Regions from separate parts of the Rattus norvegicus genome. Here regions 1 and 2 are each linked to region 3. The links are chromatin contacts, called in public Hi-C maps. All regions are on one chromosome and are shown on one strand. Each heading gives the region's core, a stretch centred on a gene start, on an enhancer-like site or on the middle of the called end of the contact. The rest is flanking DNA. Distances are from core to core; before and after follow the strand shown.

Region 1 (2,700 bases), core at 135-2,634, 88 kb after region 3:
AGGGCGAGGCTTTTGGGTCACTGGGAAACGCCCTTTATAAAGACTGTGGAACTCAGTTCCTTCCCTGACCAATGGTCTCCAGGTTTTACTATGTCACTCTCCCACCCTCATACACTGCCTTGCCAAGGCCCACAGAAGCAAGAACCAGCTAGTTATGGACTGGAACCTTCAAATGTGAAAGCCAAAAATAGACCTTTTCTCCTTATAAGTTCATTAGTAAGGTATTTGTTACAGCAACAGAAACTGACTAACACAAATACCCTCTAATTGTTAGAGCTGTGAGAGCGTTTGACTAAACAGTAAAGCCGAAGGCAAGGTTTGTTTTGCTTTAATGAAGCACCACCACACACAGTTTTGTCACCACCTATAAGTGTCACAGCAGGGAGGAGATAAAGTCTAGTTTGCAGACTTTTTAGCTCTATGCTGTTGCTGTTACCAAACTCTCAGTAGTTTACAGACAAGGGCAGGAACGGGCCTCTGGCCCTGCTGCAAACAGATACAAGGTTTGGAATCTGGCCTGAATCTGCCACTCCTTCCTCTGACACTGACCTCACGGCCTGTTGTTTCTAGTGGATAAGACCACAGTGACTGGAGTAGGCTGACATTCTTGTTGAGGTAATTTAGTGGTACAGTGTGGAACACCCAGGACAGCCACTGCAATAGTGTCTGTCGGTTAATGCTGTCTTCTTTTAAAGGAGAAATCTGGCATGGAGAGGGGTTGTTTTCAACTGTCAACTACATCCTTATTGAAATTATGTTCCTGGAGTGGGGGAGGGGAGCATACATGGAAAGCTCAACTTGCAGCACCCTTCAGGGGAAGAGAAAGCTTCAATTGTCTCTAGGTTAGAAAACCAGGCTGTCACACACCTGCCTCCAAACAAGGATCTGGGACTGAATCTGCCCCTCTGAGAACCCAGCCTCCTCTGACTTCCTGTGGTGGAACAGTGCCTGCTGCAGGCAGGTTAGAGTCCCTGACCGTACACCATAGGGTGTCCTGGACAAGCATGCTACTCCGAAGGGCCTCCCTCCACCGTCTCTTTGTGCGTGGTCAGAATGAACCCTGGCCTTTCCTATGCAAGCCTCAGCGCTCCACAGCCAGACTGCCAGAGCTCTACACAGAGAGTCGGGATAACATTCTATCTCTGTGGTCAGGGCTCAGTTGAGTGGGTCCTGGAGACCTCGGAGGAGTCAGACAACAGCAGCTAGCAAGGATGGCCTGAAGAGAGGAGGCAGGATTCCTGATGACTCAGTTAATTCATTTTAAAGGTATCCATCAAAGAGATCCTTAAAAAATGTTAAAGCATTAATGGTATCCCAGAGACCATTGCTGCCCACAGAACATTGTGTCTAAATGATGCTACTCACTTGGATGCGTTTGTTCCACTGTTTCTCTTGTTATTTTATTTATAGCTCTGACTTACTCACGGAAATTGCTCAAGGTTGCAGCATACTGAAGATAGCTCTGTTTTGTAGGCTTAGATGAGGACTTTTTTTTTCCCTTGGAGTTTTGGGGTAAGCCATTTTATAGAGGATGAAAATTACAACATAGTGCCATAGAACACTAGGTCGAACTGATGGGGCCTTTCTGTCTGTAATGGCCGTTGATAGCCATTTGGGTCACATACCCTTCACATTCCCCGAGCAAGACACAGAGATCCAGGGTAGAACAAGATAATGTAGGTCTCTGTCGACACAAAGCTCACAGTACGGGCCGAAAGGAAAGAGATGCGGTTACACTGAGATAAAGGCTGTAAGTGCAGAGTTCAAGATGTCGCAAGGGTTTAGAAGTTGGACTAAATAGATGTTGTGTTCAGGTCAGATCTGTTCATGGGACTCACTTGTAAGCTTATATAAGAAAGAGAGTTTCAAACAAGGGAATTAAGATTGGCTGTCACTAAAAACTATGGAAGTGTGCCCCAAAAGCACAGAGCCATCATCAGAATAGAAAGATTGCAGTGGGGTCACTCTGGACTGTGCTGCCAGGATCAAAAACACCTTTGGAAATGTTGCCTTAGAACTGCCCTCTTACTGCTTTACAGAAGGGCTCTGTGTGTGCTGGAATGGTTGTAGGTCATGCAACTAGAAGAGGAGGGTGACAGAACACAGTGTAGGCAACTGGCTGGAAGAACACAAAGATGAGGAAGAACCAAGGGAAGAGAATCAACAAATAAATTATATCTGACAATGCAAAAATGAAGCCTAATGCTTTGTAGGCTATTTTTAAAAAATAGTTCAGACTTTTTAAAGTACAGACTGATTTCTCCATGAGCATAGATACAAAAATATCATATGTACACAACGTCATTGATAGAGCAGAGAGCTTAGATTTAGACAGCAAAAGTAGAAATATTTGGTCTTCAATTCATTATAAAAATGGTTCTCTTAGGAAGTGCATGTCACAACTTTGTAGATTTAAATCCTGCTTCTGCTTATTTATCATTGTGTGAGATGAGCAAAAGCCTTCCAGTTGGCTTGCTAGTGCCATGTTAGAACAACGACAGGTGAGACCCTCATTCAGTTCCTAATAGTTACAGGTTCTCAGTGGTAGGAGGAGGAGATCTTGCCATAATTATGTATTGGAGGACTTTAAACAGGCATTAGTGGGTAGAGGAGAAGAATAATTTGCTGATCAATAAGAAAAAATAGAAAACTTTGTTCCAAGAATCAGAAGTATGTGTTTATTAATTATTTTGTGATTTT
Region 2 (2,700 bases), core at 23-2,522, 67 kb after region 3:
TCCCACCTCTTCTCTCACAGCATACCAAAGCCCACTCTTAGTATGCCTCCTGACACTCTTGCCAGCCCATTGTACTTATATATGGTCAGATGGGATTAATACTTGACTCAAAGCAAGAATGAAACATTACATAAATATCTACTTTCCTGAAAGAATAAATTGAAGATTGCCACCAATCCTTGATACAGTTTCAGCATGGCTAATCTACTTCTCATTGCTTCAAATAATAACCTAGGGTACACTGGGGGTGAGCCCTGGCTTCAGTCCCTGCTCCTCAACCCCAGTAATAATGGCTAGCATGATGTTTTACTGATTTTGTTGGATGTGATGTTGCTGTCCTGATTGTAATAGGAATTGTTCTTAATTCTTAACAAAGTATTATTAAAAGATAAATGTGATTTTGATATAGATATATAAAATGCTTTTTAATGGAAGATATGGAAAGAGACTATGAACCAATATATTCGTAGTTATTTGACATCATGCAATGTGACTTTCCTTGATGGTTCTATAAATACTAAGGAGATACCTTTAATAAAACTATAATAAAAGCTATAAACTCTCTTAGTTGTGACTTCCCCATTTCAGCTTGTTTAATCTTGTACACCCTGTCAGTTGTCTACTGTGTCTACAAACAGGAACCCTAGGATTGGAAGAAATTCACTTCTAACACGAAGCACAAGTGGCATGTAGGGTTCAGGACAGGGGTGGTATGTGGGGGGGGGTCAGGACAGGGGTGGTATGTGGGGTTCAGAACAGGGATGCTATGTGGGGCTCAGGATAGGAGTAGCATGTTGGGCTCAGATCTTCTTGGCTGCTGCGCTCAGTCTCTTCTGTCCAGGTACTCAGTGGAAAGTTGGTGCTGGAAGGGGCTGAGTCCAGGTCCAGTCCAGTGTAACCTATGACGTAATGTGATCAGTGTGGGTGGAAAGCTTGAAAAGCCGCCTGTGCCCTCGCTGTTAATGGAGTGTTTATAGCTCAGGTGGGAACATGTGCATCTCACTTCGTAATTTGATTTCCATGTTGGATTTGTACCTCTGCTCTTCTCAAAGGTTCCCTTTTAGCTTCTAGGGGTAAATTTGAGCTTTTTCTCTTTGGAGAAAACAGACCTTCCAACCAAGTCCGATGCTAATAACACTCCCCGAAGTCATTGGGTGCCGTTTCTTGGGATTAGAATCATTGAATGCCTTTGTGACTCACTACCCAGGGAAGTTGAGTGGTGGCTTTCTCTAAAGACTGACTGACCCTTCTGGTAGTTGTCAGTAGACACAGAACAACAGCAAACCGAGCGTAGCATGCTCACGCCTTCCATGGGATGCAAGAGGAGGGATGATTCAGACACTGCCATATTAGTTTGCAGTGGGGCGTATATGACACAGTCCCCCCAGCTTGTCAGAACTCATTTACAGAACATCCTGGGCTCTGACCCTCGGAGTGACTCAGGCCAACGAGTGAGTGTAAAGCAAGCAAAACACAGAGATTTTATCTACAGACGTTAAAAGTCCTTGTCAGGAAATGAAGCACGGTAGGTCATAGACGCGAACGTTCCAGTCCTTCAGCTAAGGGTTTCCACCCCGGGTGGCAAGTGTCCTAGTAGTCCTGCATACCCCATTTCAGGGTCTCAGCCTCTCTCTGTAACTGGACACCAGGCTGGGCTTCGTTCACCCTGGCTTTCCTCCTTGGCCCAAAACTCCTGTCTTCTTAGTGACACTTCCTCAGTCCTGCCACACGCCACCTGATATGTCACCTGCCCTGGAAACCCTACTTTCTCATTGGGGGTTCTATGTAAAGGTCGGGTTACTTTTGCTCTGCTTATCCTAACTGCTGGTCAGACGTTTCTAGCATTGTCTCCCATGTGAATACAACCTTCAGCTCCTGCTGACCCTCAAGTCCCCCACAAAGCTGGCACTGCTCATACAGGTTTGACATGACTTACGGTCCTCTGTTTCTTGTGTAGAGGACTCACACATCCCAGCCACTGTTCAACTGCACTGTTCCCTCAAATGCTGTTGTCCTCCAGCCCCTTCTCCCTCCTTCCACGCACTGGGGAGGCCATCTTTTTTCCCCTCCTCTTCAGAATCTCCGCAGCAGTTTGTGCCCAGGGCTTCTCTGGCTCTAACTCTTCCACTGGGGGGGAGGGGGTGTTTATTTGATTTGTTTTTATTATTTTGAGACCGAGTCTCACTATGTAGCTCTTGCCGTCCTGGAACTTGCTATGTAGACCAGCCTGGCCTTGAACTCACAGAGATCCACCTACCTGTGCCTTCCAGAAGTTTAAATGTGTGCGGCACTATGCCCAGCTTATCCTCTCGTTTCTAAAGGCCCCTGGTGGCCACACCTGTGTATGTCGCATGACCTTGTAAGCATCTAGCACAGACCTGGGAGGTATACGGATTCAGTGAATTAGTTTAACCAAACGGAGCTATTTCAGCCTTCAGAAACAAGACTTCTTTCAGCCATGTTCCAATGATGCCCTGAAACAGGCAGCTCCCGCTGACACTGATAGGCAGGGGTGCTGTATTGGGACTGCAGGCCAACCTCTGTTAAACCGTTGTAGTAAGGAGAAATGCTTTGCTCTAGGGGTGGGTGACAAGGGCCTTCAACCATCACAAGCAGAAGATGCCCTCCAGACCAGGTTTGAACAAAGCTCTGGGCTGCGACAGCAGTGAGGATAATGTCTGTGGTTTGTAAGACAGAGGG
Region 3 (2,700 bases), core at 120-2,619:
AAAAAATTAACATGATGTCACTGAATGAAAGAGTTGAGCAGAAGAATTTAGTAGATAATATAAACAATATTCTGAAGTGAGAGTCCCGGGAAGGAAGTGAGGAAGTCTCTTGTTTTTCCTCAAAAGCTCACGCACTAGCTTGCTTATGGGAAGATATATCTTAAGCTAACCTTTTACGAGGCAATGGGATCTTTTCAGGGCCCGTGGGCACCGAGCACTGAATACTGAAAATGTATTGATGGAACATGTTCCCTTCATCAACTGCTCATGTCAATAGTTTAACTTCATGTGAAAAAAAAAATCAACACACAAGACGGATGCGTGTCTGAAAAATAGGAACCTCGCACACTCCCTTCTGTTATCTGAGATCTGCTAGCAACAACCAAACCCTATTTCAAAACTGTGGACATCAGTATTATAGAAAATAACCTGTCGGTTGAATGCTAGCACTGCCTCCCAAAAAAATGGGCCATTTTGTGACATCCTCAAAAGTTCTGGTAGCATGTTTAGGAAAGGGGAATTATCCCTGGTTCTTAGAACAAAACCTCCCTGCCCTTTCCCACTGTGCGTAGGAGAAGGGTGGTCTCCTGGACGGTGACACTCCTCATCTTTCTGTGTCTCGGGCCCTTTTGCACCCTGCCTCGCAGTCACACTTGGGCTGGTCACAGAAACTTCCAGTTGGTCTGTGGGGTCGTGGGGTTGGGTGGGAAGCACCTCAGAAGGCTGGCTCCACAGCGGCCTCCAGCATGCTCTCCCTGTCCAGGTCACTAAAAGGTGGACAACCGGCAGCTGCCAGAGGCAACATCAGAGTTCATCACTGCCAACCTCGAAGAGGGCTGCACCTCCGGCTCTAGCAAGGACGCGCCGAGAAAGGCTGCAGGGCGCCAGAGCGGTCGGACGGGGGAGCGAGAGCCAAAGCTTGCGGAGCGCAGCAGAGCGGGTACCGCAGTCCCGGGAGCCGCCTCGAAGGGAGACAGAGCGCCTAGCCAGTAAATGTGCGAAGGCGGAGCCTGCAGGGGGCGGGGCTTCGAGAGGCGGGGCCTGAAGAATATTAACGAAGGGGCGTGGCTATGGTGGGAAGGAGGAGCTATGAGAAGGTGTGGTCATGTAGGGGCGGGATATGTGGAAAGCCGAGCCTACTGGGAGGGAGGCGGAGCTAGTGAAGGTGGAGCCCGAGTTCCAGGGAAGCAGAGCCCGAGCTTCAGAGGGGTAGAGCTAGTGTCGTGGGGCGGGGACCGAGTTAAAGAGGCCAGGCCTCCTTGAGGAGGTGGAGCCTATGCTCCAGGAAGGCGGAGCCTCCTAAGGGGAGGCGGGCGCGGGGGCGGTGCCGGGGCGGGCTGCGCAGGCGTCCCTTGCACCTTGTTGATTAGTCAGTGCCGGGAGCGCTGCTATGGCGTTCTTCGGACCCGCGGCTCCTCCTCACACTGTGCTCGAGGCGGAGGCTAGGAGAGGGCCGAGGAGGAGGAGGCGAGCGGCTGGCCGCCGCAATTGCAGAGCCGGGGCCAAGGGAGACGGAGGCGGAGCGGGAGCCGCCGCAGCTAGCCGGGCCGCCTGTAGTGCTCTCCTGGCTTGAGGGCGCGGGGCGCCAGCCATGCCTCGGTGTGGCTGCTGAAGCCGGGCGCCAGCGTCCCCGCCGCTGTGCCTCGCTGTCCGGCTGCCCGCGGCGGGAGTACGGAGTCCCCAGCCAGCCAGCGGTGGCGCGGGCGCCGGAGCGCGGGGCCGGAGGAGGCGGGGAAGATGGACCCGTCGCCCTCGTTGGGCTGCAGCCTCAAGGATGTGAAGTGGAGCCCAGTGGCTATGCCGCTCGACCTGCTGGTCAGCACCTACCGGCTGCCCCAGATCGCGCGGCTGGACAGCGGTGAGTGCCTGCGGGGCGCACGGTTGCCAGGAAGGGTGGGACCGGTGGTGGGGGTGGGGGGTGTTGGAGGGTCTGTCCTCGCCCCTAGCCGTCTAGTTGGCCCAAGAGGCTGCCGCAGCTCTGGCGCGTTGCTCTCCACTCTCCCCAGCAGCAGCCGTCGCCGCCGGGAGAGGTGCAAATCAGAACCCTTGCAGTGCAGTTAATAAGGACACCTTCCTTACATCGTGGAAACCTACAGATAGTAATCTTGGACGCAAGAATTACTCAATCTGGGAATCTTGAAGTTATCTTAGGCAACTTTCTGACGAAAATAATTGGACTCTGGGTGGTATCTTGCTTGGGGTGCTCTCTCCTACCCGCCCTCTCTGTGTTTACCCAGAAGCTGCAGATTTCAGAGAAAAAGCTCCCAGGTGACCCAATGAAAAGAATCTCGTTTCTTGGCGACCTCTTTTTACAGCTCATCTATTCTGTTTAACCCAACAACGAGTGATTTGGGGCTGTGTGCAGAAAATATCTTTAGCAGAAGTGATGGTATGTTTAAGGTTAATTATTAGCTTAGTGCTCTCCCAGCTTAGAAAGAAAAATTAAGCCACTAAAACATATTGATTTGCAATCTGAGCTTTGAACCAAGAAATGCCAGTATTTCCTGAAACTGACCTCGAGAAAACAACCAAGAATCCCCCACCACCACCACCACACACGCACAGATTATTCTGCACTGTGACATCTGCAAGCAAATATGTAGTGGCAGTCAAGTGGACACCTTTGAATTGAGAGTTGTGACATTGAACGGGGGTGATTAAATTGCGTCTGGCTTTTTGCACTATAACCTCATCAGGTTT

The links. A called contact is a pair of places that touch in the nucleus more often than the background predicts.
Region 1: a Hi-C map of liver shows a contact between it and region 3, with 2.7 times the contacts expected there. The contact joins the enhancer-like site here to the promoter of Garem1 in region 3. A contact is called at or near these places in 4 of 12 Hi-C or Micro-C datasets (kidney, liver and mammary epithelial cells).
Region 2: a Hi-C map of the A7r5 cell line shows a contact between it and region 3, with 2.1 times the contacts expected there. The contact joins the enhancer-like site here to the promoter of Garem1 in region 3. A contact is called at or near these places in 3 of 12 Hi-C or Micro-C datasets (the A7r5 cell line, liver and mammary epithelial cells).

The regions. Positions count from the first base shown.
Region 1 is chr18:12,770,740-12,773,439 of GRCr8, reverse strand. The region is part of intron 2 of Garem1 (GRB2 associated regulator of MAPK1 subtype 1); the gene reads left to right. It overlaps LOC120098265 (a long non-coding RNA gene), which reads right to left. Exons shown (of 2, transcript XR_010059638.1): 1 at 1-2,700. Among named protein-coding and RNA genes, the nearest start is that of Garem1, 88 kb to the left of the region's middle. Within about 2 kb of position 1,384, at least 13 of the 93 cell types and tissues checked have an H3K27ac peak or open chromatin away from gene starts, as enhancers often do. A contact at or near this core is called in liver, where this site is marked.
Region 2 is chr18:12,791,558-12,794,257 of GRCr8, reverse strand. All of the region lies in intron 2 of Garem1 (GRB2 associated regulator of MAPK1 subtype 1), which reads left to right. Among named protein-coding and RNA genes, the nearest start is that of Garem1, 67 kb to the left of the region's middle. Within about 2 kb of position 1,272, at least 5 of the 93 cell types and tissues checked have an H3K27ac peak or open chromatin away from gene starts, as enhancers often do. A contact at or near this core is called in the A7r5 cell line, where this site is marked.
Region 3 is chr18:12,858,888-12,861,587 of GRCr8, reverse strand. Garem1 (GRB2 associated regulator of MAPK1 subtype 1) reads left to right here and starts at 1,369. Exons shown (of 6, transcript NM_001427249.1): 1 at 1,369-1,858. The coding sequence starts at 1,738.